Regions from separate parts of the Acanthopagrus latus genome. Here region 1 is linked to region 2. Evidence: chromatin contacts called from public Hi-C data. All regions are on one chromosome and are shown on one strand. Each heading gives the region's core, a stretch centred on a gene start, on an enhancer-like site or on the middle of the called end of the contact. The rest is flanking DNA. Distances are from core to core; before and after follow the strand shown. Region 1 holds the start of pex14 (peroxisomal membrane protein PEX14). Region 2 holds the start of tardbpl (TAR DNA binding protein, like).

What was found. Hi-C and Micro-C count contacts between places; a contact is called where the count stands out from the background.
Region 1: a Hi-C map of muscle shows a contact between it and region 2, with 3 times the contacts expected there. The contact joins the promoter of pex14 here to the promoter of tardbpl in region 2. A contact is called at or near these places in 3 of 4 Hi-C or Micro-C datasets (liver and muscle).

The regions. Positions count from the first base shown.
Region 1 is chr7:18,017,350-18,024,593 of fAcaLat1.1, reverse strand. pex14 (peroxisomal membrane protein PEX14) reads left to right here and starts at 1,390. Exons shown (of 10, transcript XM_037104839.1): 1 at 1,390-1,498; 2 at 2,839-2,883. The coding sequence starts at 1,463.
Region 2 is chr7:17,730,749-17,738,233 of fAcaLat1.1, reverse strand. It overlaps tardbpl (TAR DNA binding protein, like), which reads left to right and starts at 3,999. Exons shown (of 7, transcript XR_005076168.1): 1 at 3,999-4,785; 2 at 6,261-6,424; 3 at 6,550-6,690; 4 at 7,021-7,191; 5 at 7,269-7,389. It overlaps c7h1orf127, which reads right to left and starts at 3,922. Exons shown (of 12, transcript XM_037104812.1): 1 at 3,722-3,922; 2 at 2,895-2,977; 3 at 2,734-2,816; 4 at 2,555-2,656; 5 at 2,342-2,466; 6 at 2,110-2,253; 7 at 1,978-2,016; 8 at 1,690-1,827; 9 at 1,517-1,601; 10 at 570-766; 11 at 347-464. The coding sequence starts at 3,754.

The DNA of each region.
Region 1 (7,244 bases), core at 141-2,640, 290 kb before region 2:
TGTATAAAATCTGGTCCATCAACTATGAAATTCATTGCGTTCCACTGAAGAATGCTAGCCCGTATACTGAGATTGTGTTTTACTTCATTCCATTTTAAACCCATCATATCAAGATGATCAAAATTGTATTTGAAAGGATAATATTTTTACCCTTTTAAAACTAAAATCTTAACTGTCACTGCCAAGCTAAAAAGTACCCTGTCTGAAGTGGGCACACAATCATGAGTGCACTTAAAGGCTGCGTATAAGTTCTTTTCAAATCAATTTGGGATATTGGGGATGCCAGAGACTTTTAACAAGGTAAAACAAGTTCCAATCTACTCCAGTTGTTCAGTAGAATGCTGCAACTTTGTTTTGCTGTGCTCAAGAAAAGTTTTGTGGAGTTCGACACTTACCCCACTTTCCCATCAGCATGAGGGTGAGTAGATGTTGACCGAACTTTCATCCTGAAGTCCTATTACAACTCTCAGAAAGTCCACCTCTTTAAATGCATCACTTGGTGGCAGCAATGAAAGTTAATGTTCCATTAAAAGTTACTAAGGTTTATATTGGGATACAGCGTATCTGTCATGCTGGCCTCGACTGACAGGATTGTCTTGGTGCAGTCAGACTGTGAGACTAGGCTGGATTATCAAATGGATTGTTGGCTCCAGGGCCCGAAAATGTCAGGGCTCCCGAACAATCCGCTGACAGCTGTTTTTAATTAGACATTTAAGTGGAGGAAAACGCACCACAATACACATTCAAATGAAAACATTACATGAAAAGACTTATAATTATCATTTTATGTTTTGTTAATTGTCCTCATATTTCAACATATATATTATTCGATTTATTCGTCTTTATATCTCCACTTTTTTATCAATGCCTTTTTTTCGTGTAGTCATGAAGTATTCTATCAAACCAGTTGATAATAGTGCTTTCATGTTGCTTGTACACACTAGGGCCTCTAAACAAAATCTAATCAAACTCTGCTGTGTTAACTATACTTAAAGGTGCACTACGCAGCTTTGGGGAATACATTTTAATTGGAAGAGAGAGATCGTCACTTGCTGCTGATTTTTTTTTTTTTTTTACAAGACTAAATAAACAAACGCTTTGTTTTCATGACTGAATGAACTAAATGAAATGAATTAACATACTCCCTGCACAATTTCATACTGTTTTACTGTATATTTGGCAGACCCTGCCACATGTCAAGGTTCAAACAGAGTCCTTTGGACCTTATTTTCTCCTCTGAGAGCAGCTTGTTTATTCGGTTAAGGAAAAAGAAAACATTTCCGAGTTTGTATTATTACTTTATACATACTGTAAATATTGAGCTTGAATTTCTTCTCTAAAACTACATTGTGCCCTTTAATGACTAAATTGTCCCATACTGTGGCACCGTTGCTGTCCCTCAGGAAAAGTAATCGAGCGCTGTTCAGTCGAGCATCCTCTTAGCAAACAAGGGGATAGGAAGATGGCATCCAACGACCAGCCTGATCCACCGACACAGGTCTACATTTATGCAACTGAGACATTTACCTCCCGATGTCCACATGCGACAGCGAACTCTTACGACTTGCTTAGATGTCGTGACCCTTGAATGCCATCATTTTTGTTTGTTACTTTAGAAAGAAAAGCGCAGATAGCGAAGGTTAGCATGCCTGCTAGTTAGCATGCTAGCTAGCTCGTTTAAGAAGTTGCCTCTCGGACATACTTGTGTTGACAAGTGGACGCAAAAGGACAAGCTGATGTTCTTGCGCTTCTCCACTGTTGCCAAAACTTAGGTGGCTTTCTTACTGAGTCGGCTAAAGTTAGCCTCTTGTTTTTGTATTTGTACTTTAAACTAATGTGCGTCCTTCTGTCTGACAGTGTAGCCTTGTAATGTGCAGTTGGAGATAAAATGTGAAAGGTCACTGTTAGCCAAACAAGCCTGGTGGTGTGTGCTCGGCTCTTTGCTAACACTGCCTTTGCTCGTCACTGTCGAGCATGAATCATCTCGAGGAAACACATGTTAAAGAAAGTTGTGGGTCATACATCTCGCAGGGGATAGATTTGCACTTTGCTGCCACATTTGCAATACATATAGTTTCGGCATCAGCAAGTATAGATGTCAATATGTTATCCAGAGTTTAATTGTGGATAAATTAATCCCTCAAAGGTATATTCAGTGTTGACTAAACCCAAGCAGGAAGGAGAATTAAGTAAAGAACTGGATTCATGCTTGTCATAAACGCAAACATTTACAAAACAGTACTTAGTAATACTAGTAGTACTTCCTTAGTAATGAATCAACAAGTGCGTGAGCTAGGGATATCCATCCAAAATATCTAGATCCGTTCATGCACATCTATTCACATTATATATCGTTATTTACTTAACTAATCACCAGCATTAAATTAGACAGAAGAGGACCAGGCAGGTTAATGCAAATGAATGATTTTATTGTTTTCTCTCGCTTGCACGACCAGGTTTTTGGTGCATTCTGTGATTAACAGTTATTTTTTAACATTATTCGAATGACATGACAGAGATGTCATTGTCCAGACTGATCATGGATTAAACAATTAATTGTAAGCAATAAAAAAGGTGATTGATTGATATTAAAAATGAATCCCCAGTTGTCTTTTAAGTAAGTGTGATTTAAAACTGTTTGTTTCAAACCTTTTTTCAGTCAGTCTTTGCTAATTTCAATAGCATAAGCAAAATGAGATTGACAGGTAGAAATACATATGGATAGATACATCTAGTCTTAGCTCTGCAAATGCTATCTTATCAGTGCTTTATTACAACCACAACCCCTGTGTCCTCCACTAGATGGCGCTCTAACACAAGTGTTGTTTATCTTCTCAGCCTGGACCTGGAGATGATCCGGTTGCTCCCCCCAGAGAAGCACTGGTAAGGATTCAGTATTCAATACAAATTACAAGACTGATGAGGTAATATGGACTAGAATATGAAAATGAATTTGAGTAATGCCAGTTTGATATAAGTGCATTTTAGATAGATATAGCAGGTTTGACTAGATGATAGTGAATTCTAATTTTATCTTTCACAATATGATCATTTTAAATTATTGTTAAATGGCACATGCCCTGATTCTCGACAGTGTACTATTAATGCCACAGAGTATGTAAGTTTAAGCTCTTAAGCAGCTGATTTCAAGGGTCAGTCCCTTTACTCTGACTGTGTGCTAACCACTGAAATCAGCTGCATAGTTGAGAAACATTGAACTTGTGTTTTTTTTTTATTATGATGTGATGACTTAAGGAAATTTGTTTTCATCCTTTCGTCAACAAACTACTTTTTCCCTGGCTAATCAGATGATATTACACATTCGCCAGCAAGATCAAGTGTTAAAGGCTTCTAATTAGCAGCCAGTCACTTCAGCGCCACACTGATGTCTCTGAGTCCATAATGAGAGTGTACTTTATGTTCCCTTTCTTTGGAGAGTAAAAAAGCATGTAGAAAGGTCTATTTTTGCAGACACAATGGTTTCACTGATGCTTTAATCATGTTTAGCATGAAACGTTTGCCACATACTTTTTTGGTCTTAAGTTTATCCCATTGTTTTTCAGTCTGGGTTGTGTCACACAACTGTGTCCAGGAACATTTTAGCTGGTTTGCCAGTAAAATGTCGTCAGCAATATAAAAATAAGAATATACTATTTAAACAAACATTTGCCAACTGTTGACTATGTCTTAGTACAAAGACATGCCTGCAATCCTCCCTGTGGCCATAAAAAACAAAGAAATGTTTCTTTATTCATCTTTGAAGATGTAGTTGAAAGTAAAAGTTCCCCTTCAACTCAGTGTTTCTAGAATAGTGTTGTCTGGAAAAATGGCTCTGAGAAAAGTTTAAAAACAATGTTTTCTTGCGAACAGTATCAGCAAGTTATTTTATCGGCCAATAAACACAGTGAACTGAAACATTGGCTTCGGAACATTTCCGCCAAGACGATGTTTTGATTATGCACATGTGACGCAAAGCAATGAATAAGTAGTTTGTCTGGTGAAATTGTGTATATTTATTGAGCAATTTATGTATGTATCTGCAAGTGGTCCATCATGATAAGAGCAGGCATCATACTTTATTAATTCCACAACAGGAGAGTCTTGATGTTTTCTGTTACTTGGTGGGAAAAATATGTTCATAGATCGGTAATGGCAATCATGACATGGTCATGAGTGTAAATCTACAAACATTGTTGCATATTGAAAATGCTGAAAGGATAGTTGAAATGTCTGCTTAGGCTTCGGCTTATAAATGTCTTCACCCGCAGCCATTTTTCTCGTGGGAGCCTGATCAGTATTGCGTATGTACAACACTCAACAGAGATCTCCTTAGCTCCTTCCATCATCAACTTCACCCCCCCCAAAAAAAAAATTGTTTGATTCTTTTTTTTACCACTTGCCTGGGCAGGCTAGATTTACCAGCCTGACCTGGCATTTTACTGGTCCCAGGTCCTTGTGCAATTCTTATTGTTTAGCCCTGAGTGTGCCATGCAACCCATAATCCTCATAAGTTGTCCAAATTGTGAATACATGCAAGGCCAGCAACATTTAATGACAATAAACATCAGCTGTTTTTCAATAATGTGTGAAGGATGCTCGGCCCAAGTGATGACAACGATTATAGCCTGGACTGTCTTATCGCTAAGTGGGATGGAATACATCACAGGTACATTCACTGTCCTTGTATGGACCCAGCATCCAGGTTGGAGGAGTGCTGTATTGTTCAGTCTACATGTCTCAATGTCATTCACCACCATTCACTCTTCATCCTCCCCCCATCATCCCTTCATGCCAAGGCTAATTTAATCCTGGGGTTATTGATTGTGGGAGCATTCTCCCAGGCTTTCTTTCAATTTACTTCAATTTCATCATCCCAGTGCGCTTCAAGACTGCCTCCTCAAAAAGGGAAGAAATTCTTGTTATGAGGGTCCTGATTCGAGACCGGTTGACAAGTCTCCCCCACCACCTCCACCCTCACTTCCAGCCCCTTTTCTCCTTTCTCTTTTTGATGAGCTGCTCTTTCCCAGTTAAGTGGATTATTACAGTAGGGATAATTCTTGTCACATGGCATTATTTGGATGAGGTGAATAATTGAAATTTGTGTCTGAAAGGATTTTATCTGGATGAGAGGAAAGGGAGTGCTGGCAGGGTTGGGAGGGGAGAGAGAGAGCGAGAGAGAGCGCACACGTTTGTATAACATTTATGTGCACATGTGCATGTCAGACAAGCCAGTGTGTCAGGCCGGGGACACCAGTCATGTTAACAGGTTCTGACTCACCTCGCCCAGATCAGCAGGCCCTGGCACAATGCATGGCGTGGGCTCTCCTCTGTGGCAAGAGGGCCCAGCTCAGGGGCCAGTGCCACAGCCTCTGCCACAGTCCAGGCCAGAGGGGCAGGTCTGGACCTGGACAGAGAGAGAGAGAGAGAAAGAGAGAGAAGGCTGGGAGAGACTGTATGAGTGTGTGTTCCATAGTTGACTGGTACACCAGTCGCTGCCAGCCGCTGCTGTTGCCTCTGGCTCTGCTCTTTGCTCGCTCTCACCCCCATCTCCATCTATAACCCACACCCCCTCCTCTCCCACCTACCACTCATCGCTGCCATGGCCATTACCCCTGCCAGCCTCTTGCCGGTGTCTCCCTGGTCTTTGTGCTCTCTCCCTGCTGTCACACTCTGTGCTCACCGCCCGTCTCCTCCAATCACTCTATCCTCATTGCCTTCAAATCCACCCAAACGCATCAAAACAATAATTACATGTGTGCAAACCACTTCGATCACATGATAAGAGAACAGGGTCACATCGACATAGATATGAAGCTGTATGAGACGTCAAATTCTTCACATTTACCTTTAATTTAAATCTTCTATTTTTCTTTTTCACAAAAACTCTGTCATAGTTATTGTAAATTCAAAAATATAGATTTATGTATTGGACTGTTTGTCCTTGATATATATAATACATTAAAAAATCAAATTATATATATGTAATAGCTAAATTATTATCTCATCATCTTTGTTTTGGATTAAAAAAGATTGAAATATATAATCTAATATGTATCTAATATATTAATATGGTATCTTTACATTGTCTAGATGGAAAAAACTGCAACTAAGAATTATTTTGATTATTGATGAATCTGTTGGTTGTTTTCTTGAGTAACTCATAAATTGTTAGACAAAAATTTCAAATGTCTAAAGTCTTCAAATTCCTCGTTGCATCTACCAGTCCAAAGATGTTAATTTTATCATATATGAATGATTGGTTGCCTGGAGTCAGTTAGTCTTTGATTTATTTTTTAAACATCCAGCACAGAAAGGGCCTCGCTGCTAGGGTTCGGCCAACAAAAATCAACTATTGAACCACTCCACCGTCTGAACTTTATTTGTATTGCCAAACGGAGGATTAAGACGTTCCCTCACTGCTAACTCTCCTGTTCTCCATAGAAACTTAATTTTCAAAATGACTGAGGATGCAATGAATGTGATGCAAGGTGTTTTACCATCATCACTCATCAGTGTCAATATCTGCTCACATACACAGGGCTGGCTGCCTTTTTTTAAAATCCACTAGTGTATCCTGCAGTTACATCACTATGACTAGTTATTAAAATGTTTTTTTAGAAGCAGATGATCTGCTTAATGAGGTAGTCTAAGCACAGGGAGAATAAGTAATCAAAGACTTGGTGAGAGGGATGGGCTGCGAATAGGACAAATGTGCAAAAATTAGAAATAGTAAACTTGTAATCCAAAGCTAATAAATGCTGCCACTCACTGCAAAAATTTGAGTTGCAACTATAGGGATTTATGGCCATTTTCATGCAGAATTTTTATTATCGGGATATTCGTGAATCAGTATAATTGGGAATATCCTCACATCAGTGACTTAAAAAAGCTTATGTTTTGAATTGCCTCAGGGCTGAAACCCTCATCTTTCTTGTCAGTCGAAAATCCTAAGAATACCACAAATCCACCATGTATTTATCCTTTATATATGAAGGCAGACCTTATGATGTATGATCCACTTTTTTTTGTTTTTCACATAAAGGATATTTCCTAAAAAGAGATGTTGCTATCTGCAATGGAATAGAAATAATTGTTTCTTGATAAATTGCAAGGTTAAGTGATTCCAGTATGTTTTAGTGGTGATTCTCTGAGTAATATTGTGAATTACAATTATTAGTTGCAGTGTGTATATGAAGGTCTACAGGAGAGTTGACCCCTTCACTAAATAGGATTCCTATTCTATT
Region 2 (7,485 bases), core at 2,750-5,249:
ATTAAATGCAGCACAAAAGAAAAACAAAAAAAGAAGAAAGGTTACAAAAAGTATGAGAAAAATACAAATATAATGATAAAAATGTGTACATATATGATTATGTTATCATTTTATTTTAGTGTTATTTCCTCTTGTGAGTCACTTTTGTGACTCACAAGAGGAACTTTTATCTCACTTTAAATTGTCTGAGAGGTGCCACATAAAGTTAAATGATTGGTTGACTGAGCAACAAACAGAAGTGCCCAGTGTGACTACAGTAAAAGCCTTTCAATGGCTAGTGGTCAAAATATCCTCCAATAATTAATCACCACTTTAGTTTTACTGTGTTCATCAGCAGCACACTCACCTGTGCATGGCAGTGTGTTCTCCATGGTCCAGTGCATTTTGTGATTTGTCTCTTTGAAGGTGAGCACAACATCCACCCTGTAGAACGGCTGCAGGAGTTGTTTGCTGTCTGCGCAGGCCTGTAAAACAAACCCGGCTTAGACGTCTGACGCTGTAATGACTCCTTATAGGAAGAGTAAGCCAGTACATACATTTACTGTAAGACCTGTTGTTTCAGCACTAACCTTGTTCTGGAGTATCTGGGCTGTGGGGATGATCAGTGTCACAAACTCACTGGTCTCGTGCACGGTGAGGTCATCTGTCTGTTTCACTGACACGTTACTGACTGTCAGTGCGTTGCTGTTGTGGCTGCCTCGTTTGGTCAGACCCATGTGTCGTTTGAAAATGTGTAGCACTGTCTCCTCTGCTGTGGACGTGCTCACTGAAATTACATTGGGGATTAAATGTGTTAACAGTTGTGAGAACGTAACCAAGTACACTTACTTACAATGTTGATGATTTTTGATGAAGTGGTCTTTATTTGACAAATCAGGTTATTTGCTACTTTTCAGATTAGATTAGATGTTCTGTATTGCCCATAAATTCAGGTCAGCACAATACTAATAGATACAACTATAAATAACACGACCATAAATGATTAGGTTAAGTGTTTATATCATAAAACATTTGACCATCGTGTAAGATACGTTTTTCATCTTAAGTGCATAATAAACAATCTAATGACCCTAACAAGGCTTTGCTCTCTCTTTGGGTCCAGTAGCTGCTGACATCATAATTCATTGTTAATAAATGCATAATTTGCTATGTATAAACAAAAAATGTTAATCAGAAGAGAAATATCTCCACTGACTGAAATTATAGTCTAAACAAACTAAATAAACAAACTCTCTTTGTTTTCTTGACTAAATAAGATGAATATAAAAACCTTCCTGTTTCTATTTGGCGGACCCTGCCACGAGCTCTCTAGCTTCAAGCCTTATTTATTTTTTGTTGAGTTTGAAGTGCCCCTTTAAAGTAATGTAACTTGATTACTATTGGATTACCTCAATAGCAAACATATGCAAATGAGTAAGAATACATATATATATATATATATATATATATATATATATAGCTATTTATTTATGAACCATTATTATCGTTATCAAAGTAATCGCTTCTTGCCACCCACCTTTTGGACATGTGGCTTCCATACTGTAGGCATACTGACCGCTGACCAGCTTCAAGGCCAAGAATTCCCCTTCAGATTCCATCACCTGCATCAACCAGACATTGAGTATTAGCTGTAACGCTCCTGTTGGCCACTAGGTGGCAGTGTGCTGTGTGAGCTGGGAGGCCTCTTACTTTGACGGGGCTCAAGACCTCTCTCCTCCTGCCTTGAACTGTGATGTCTGGTCCCCTCATGGCAGTGTTCATCTGGATCAGGCTGGCATCCTCCAGAGCTACAATGAGCTGATCGCTCAGAGACAGAGACCACTGCAACTGTAACACACAACCAAACGTGCACCATCAGACAGATTCACCTCGTCTGGTTCTATGTCTTGGCCAAACACATGTACACAGATATTGGTTTAGATTTAAAGTGCAATCATATTTTGAGGGGTTGACTTTAGGAGTGATTTCCACTAGTACCTCGTTGTCCCAGCTGTCACAGGGAACTGGTCTGGTCACCTACAGATGAACACAAATCTTATCAGAATAAGCAAAATACTTGGCTAAAAAAGAGAATAAAACATCTACAGTGCACATGACGAAGTGACGAACCTGGATATAGTCTGGGTCACACTGGATCTGCTCTCTGCTGAGCAGCACAGGAACCATGGGACACGTCATCAATAAACTGCGAGGTCTGCCTCCAAATCGGTTAATCCTCCTCACCAGATTCAGTGTCAGGACATGGTAGCCATGCTGAACAATCAATGTACAACCAGAGGATTATCACCACCAAGCTCAGCTACAAAAGTCAATATGTATGGATATTTCTTGAGTGATGTACCTGTTGCTTAACAAAACATCCAGTGTAGCTGACTCTAAAAATAAAGTTCTCGTCGGGGTCTTTGTGCAGTGAGAATCCACAGGGAGTCAGTTGGAGGTTTAGGTGATCCAGAGATGCAAGGTTGGCTTTTAAAAAGCAAAAGGTGAATTCAGAAGACACATACTTACATATTTAATCTCAATATTGTTTCTCTTTTGTGTCATGAATAATTACCTTGGATCTGCAAGGCCCCAGACAGCCAGATTCCCAACCCTTCAATCATCGCACTATGGATCCACATCTCCATGTACTCAGTAAAACATGTCACATCTCCCTCTGAAAATGCAAACTTATTCTCAAATCTTGTGACTCTTCCCTTAACAATTGCATGCCATTACAAAAGAAAGATTTACCTGACAATTTTGCAGTTGGGGTATCAATCCATTCTTGTTTCTGAATGGAAAACACATCCCTTAAGACTAAACCCTGTAAAACGCTGTAGAATAGAGATAGAATTGAGCTTATATTTTGAAGAAAGTATTATTCAACCTTTGTACAACATCATGGTACTCACATAGTTTTAAGTAGGATGCCAAATCTTATCTGGTCCATGCCAATGCCGCTGATGAAAACACCCACGAGCAGTCGAACCCCAGCCTATTTGTAGATGAGTGGGCAGATGTCAAGGGGGAGGGGAAATAAAACAGGTGCGTTTGCTTTGACATGTGAAAGGCAAGTGACAAAAAAGTCACAAAGAATGGTCACTGTCTCCAGCATGTGTGAAAAACAGGTTAAAATCAGTTGTAGAGTGACCCCAATTGTTAAGATGGTGTGTTATGGATGAAAAACTAAGTGAATGAATAAAGAAGCTGTTCTCAGAGGAAAATAAGGTCCCAAGGACAATGTTTGAAGTTAGGAAGGTGGTGGAGTCCGCCACATATGAGCGAGTGACAAAGTATGAAATTGTGTTCTCTGTTAAGTTCAGTTTGTTTATTCAGTCATGAAAACAAATGAGTTCATCAATTTTGTTTGGGCACAAAACCAGGTTATCTCTAAGCAATAATACATTTTAATCTTGTAAAGGCAGGAAAGTTTATGTGGGACACAAGTCACTGCTAATATGCAAAACATTGTTCTAAGCTTTAACTATCTTTGGCTACACAGACTGGCCTGTTAATACTGGTGGGTCAGCTTTGACACTTTTACAAAGACGATTTTAAACCTTTTACACATATCACCATCATATTGCATCATATATCCTATGGTATTTTGTCTGGACATGTAAAACATGTTTGAATCAAAAAGCCAAAAAGGTCAATTAAAACATATTTTTTTCACATGACACGTGATTGCAACGCGTTAAATACATGATATTTTGAAATAGAATTTCTCAGTGCGCACCTTTTGTTTTGGGCTTTTAAGGTGATTCTTCATGCTTTGAATTCAAAGGGTGAATCACAAGCTTTTAACTTTGCCTCGGACAAGTTACAAACGCGGCAAGGTCAATATTCTTCACCACGTAATGTTTAAATGAAGTAAATAACGATTTAAAACGACAGCTGGTAATCTGAAGTCAAACTTTTCACTGAATGTTGTTATTTTTAACTTTGGCATCCCTACAAAAATGAACAGTGTGCCCTCCCAACCAGATGATGTCATCTCTCCAAGATCCGCAGCCATTTTGTTAGCTAGCCTGAGGTTACAGAGGTTAGCTGCGTACCGCTGCAAGTAGTCACTGTGAGCTGACCATTTCGTACTTTAATTTCATCGAATAAGATACCTTGTCGATGTTGTCATTTGCGAGCAGTTTTTGCACACACGCACGTAGACAAAAGGGAGACTCGTGCTTTTGTTGACAGTAAACGCAGCGGGAAACTGGATGGTCATTCATTTTTCAAGCGGTCTGGAGTTTGCTAGCTTGTTAGCTAGCTAGCTGGCTAACTTGTTTACTCGTGCTGCCCGCGTAGAAGAACAGTCAACTTCTAGTATTAATGGCCACGAGCTATTAAATGTTATAGAATTGTGGAGCGAGCGTTAGCCCTTCACAAAGTGTGTCTATTTGCGTTTGACTGCTATTGCATTTCAGTTGCGTCACTAAGCTAACAGAAGTAAACTTCGGCAGAGATCGACGCTGCGAACCCGTGTGTATCACAAAGGTGTTTAGTGGGAACTTGAGCTCCATCAGCTGATTCCACTTGGCCCAGAGCTCAGCCATTCGGACACCATGTCGGAGTTGTATATTCGTGTGGCTGAGGATGAAAACGAGGAGCCCATGGAGATCCCATCGGAGGACGACGGCACTGTTTTGCTGTCATCAGTAGCGGCTCAGTTTCCAGGGGCGTGCGGGCTGCGGTACAGGAACCCGGAGTCCCAGTGCATGAGGGGGGTCCGGCTTCTGGAGGGGGTCCTGCATGCTCCCGAGAACGACTGGGGAAACTTGGTCTATGTCGTCAATTACCCCAAAGGTGAGACAGGTGACTGTGTCGTTTAGGTTTCCCTCTTATCTTCACTGTGTGTTGTATGATCAAAAGTGTGTGGTAAACCATGTAATGCTAATGCTACCTAATACACAAGCCCTACAGAAACTACACCCGACCTACATCAATGTTGTTATAATGTGAGTGTTTTTTTTTTTCTTTGTTTTGCCTTTAGGTGTTGATTCAGCCTATTATTCTGTCATTATGTTCCTCCTGCAGAACATAGGAGTGTTTCTAATAGCACACTACTCAAAACTAGTCATGAATATTGGGATATTTTCATGTTTGCTCTCTGACACATCATTTTTATTTTGTGTTCTGTGAATGTTATTTATCCCTAAAAACAATGCAACACATTTCCTGTCACTATTCACCCATGCACATGCATATATGCACCCATATCCCAATATCCCAAACTAATTTTTAGTACTTGGAAGTGTTAAGCTCACTGTTACTATCAGTGTGTTCAAATTTATTTAGAACATCTCTGTGTGGTGTAAAGCAATTCAGTAGAGCCACAAACTACTACAACTAGAGATTATTGTCTTTCTGAAGATTATTTTTTTGATTGATAACTTGATCTGTCGAATGTCAGAAGATTGTGGAAAAATATCCTTCCCAGTTTCTCAAAGTCCAAGGAGGATAAATGTCCTTGTTCTGAGTCCAAAACAGGAAGAATTTGTAGTTTAACATGATATAAAACAGAAGCAGGACGTCTTCATATATGAGCGGCCAGAAACAGTAATTTCTGAAATATTTTTTGTGGGAAATTACTTTACAATTAATTGATTATCAAATTAGTTACTTTTCTGACGATCAACTAAATAATAACACAGCTAATTGTTGCTGCCATACTCCTTACTAAGTTTCTTGTTGTATTGGGCTGCCATCATTTTACTAGCTGTACAAACAAATTGGCAACAGAATCTGGCCCCATAGTTCAAACTTAGAAGGTTTAATGCTCCATCATGCAGTGATTTTTTGACATTTACCATAGAGTCTTCCTTGTGGTGACAGTAAAGGCCCTCTGCTGTTTTAATCTGACAATGCCCCTGTGTGCAAGTCGGTTTCTGCAAAAAGAAATGTTTTTTTAGTTTGGTATGAAAGATCTCGACTGGTCTGAACAGAGCCTTGACTCAGATACTTTCGGGATGAGCAAAGCTTTATCCTCCAACATCACATGCTATCTTCTCTGATGGTCTGGTGCCTGGATGAGAGCAAATCCCTGCAGCCAGGCTCCAAAACTTTATAGAAAACTTTAACAGCAGAGTAGGAAGCTGTTATAGCCGCGTAGTAATGCACATGATTTTGGAGGGAGACAACCTGATGTGATTTTAATGTTGTGTTCACATACTTTTGACAATTTATTGAATCATCACCAACAGACCCTAAGGAGTTCAGAGGGTCTGTGTTCATGTGTGCCTCTTTTCCTGATGTAACTAAATTCTATTTATTCCTCATAGATAACAAAAGGAAGATGGAGGAAATAGACGCTGCCTCAGCCGTGAAAATAAAAAGGGGCTTTCAGAAGACATCAGATCTCATTGTCCTCGGGCTGCCATGGAAAACAACAGAACAAGACCTTAAAGATTATTTCACTACATTTGGGGAAGTCATCATGGTGCAGGTAGTAACCTCTTGTCTGACTCTGAATATTTCTTTGTTAGGCTTAGAGTGTAAATAAGGATTTCTTGTTATGTTTCTGGTTTAGTTGAATGTATTGTTCATACATTTCATCTGTGTCCACTCCAGGTCAAGAGAGATGCAAAGACTGGCAACTCAAAAGGCTTTGGGTTTGTCCGGTTCACAGACTATGAGACGCAAACCAAAGTGATCGCTCAGAGACACATGATAGATGGACGATGGTGTGACTGCAAACTTCCCAACTCAAAGGTATTTTGGGCTGGGGTTGAACAATTAATTGTAAAATTGTCAAACTCACAATTTATCATTTATTTTATTTTATTCAATTCACAAGTGAAATATCAAAATCGAAGGTAAAATGTGTTACAGCATACTATTATGAATGAAGAATTGTTCTGACATTTTTTGCTTGGTCTAGATCATTAAAACTCTTTTTTTATTGACAAAAGAAAAAAAAACTTAAATTTATGTCACAAATGTTGTTGTGAAGTTGGATAACTGTGTCTGAATGAATCAGAAACATTACTGAAACCTCATGTAGGTTGTCTCATTTATTGCTGTGCCTCTTTGTCCCCTCAGGCGTGTCCTGATGAGCCCATGCGGAGCCGTAAAATCTTTGTTGGCCGCTGCACAGAGGACATGACAACTGATGAACTGAGGCAGTACTTCATGCAGTATGGCGAAGTCACTGATGTCTTTATCCCAAAACCTTTCCGAGCGTTTGCTTTTGTCACATTTGCTGATGACCAGGTGAGAGTCACCATCAGTAGTTTATTATTGATAATGTGACAGTGACTGTAGTGATAATCTCCTCACTTCTTTTTCAGGTTGCCCAGGCCCTGTGTGGAGAGGACTTGATCATCAAGGGCGTCAGTGTGCACATCTCCAATGCTGAGCCCAAACACAATAATAGTAGGCAAATGATGGATCGAGGGCGGTTTGGGGCTGGTGGGTTCAGTCAGGGATATGGCAGTAATCGCGGTGGGCTAGGCAGTGGTAGCGGTGGGGTTAACTTTGGGGCTCTCGGCCTTAACCCGGCAATGG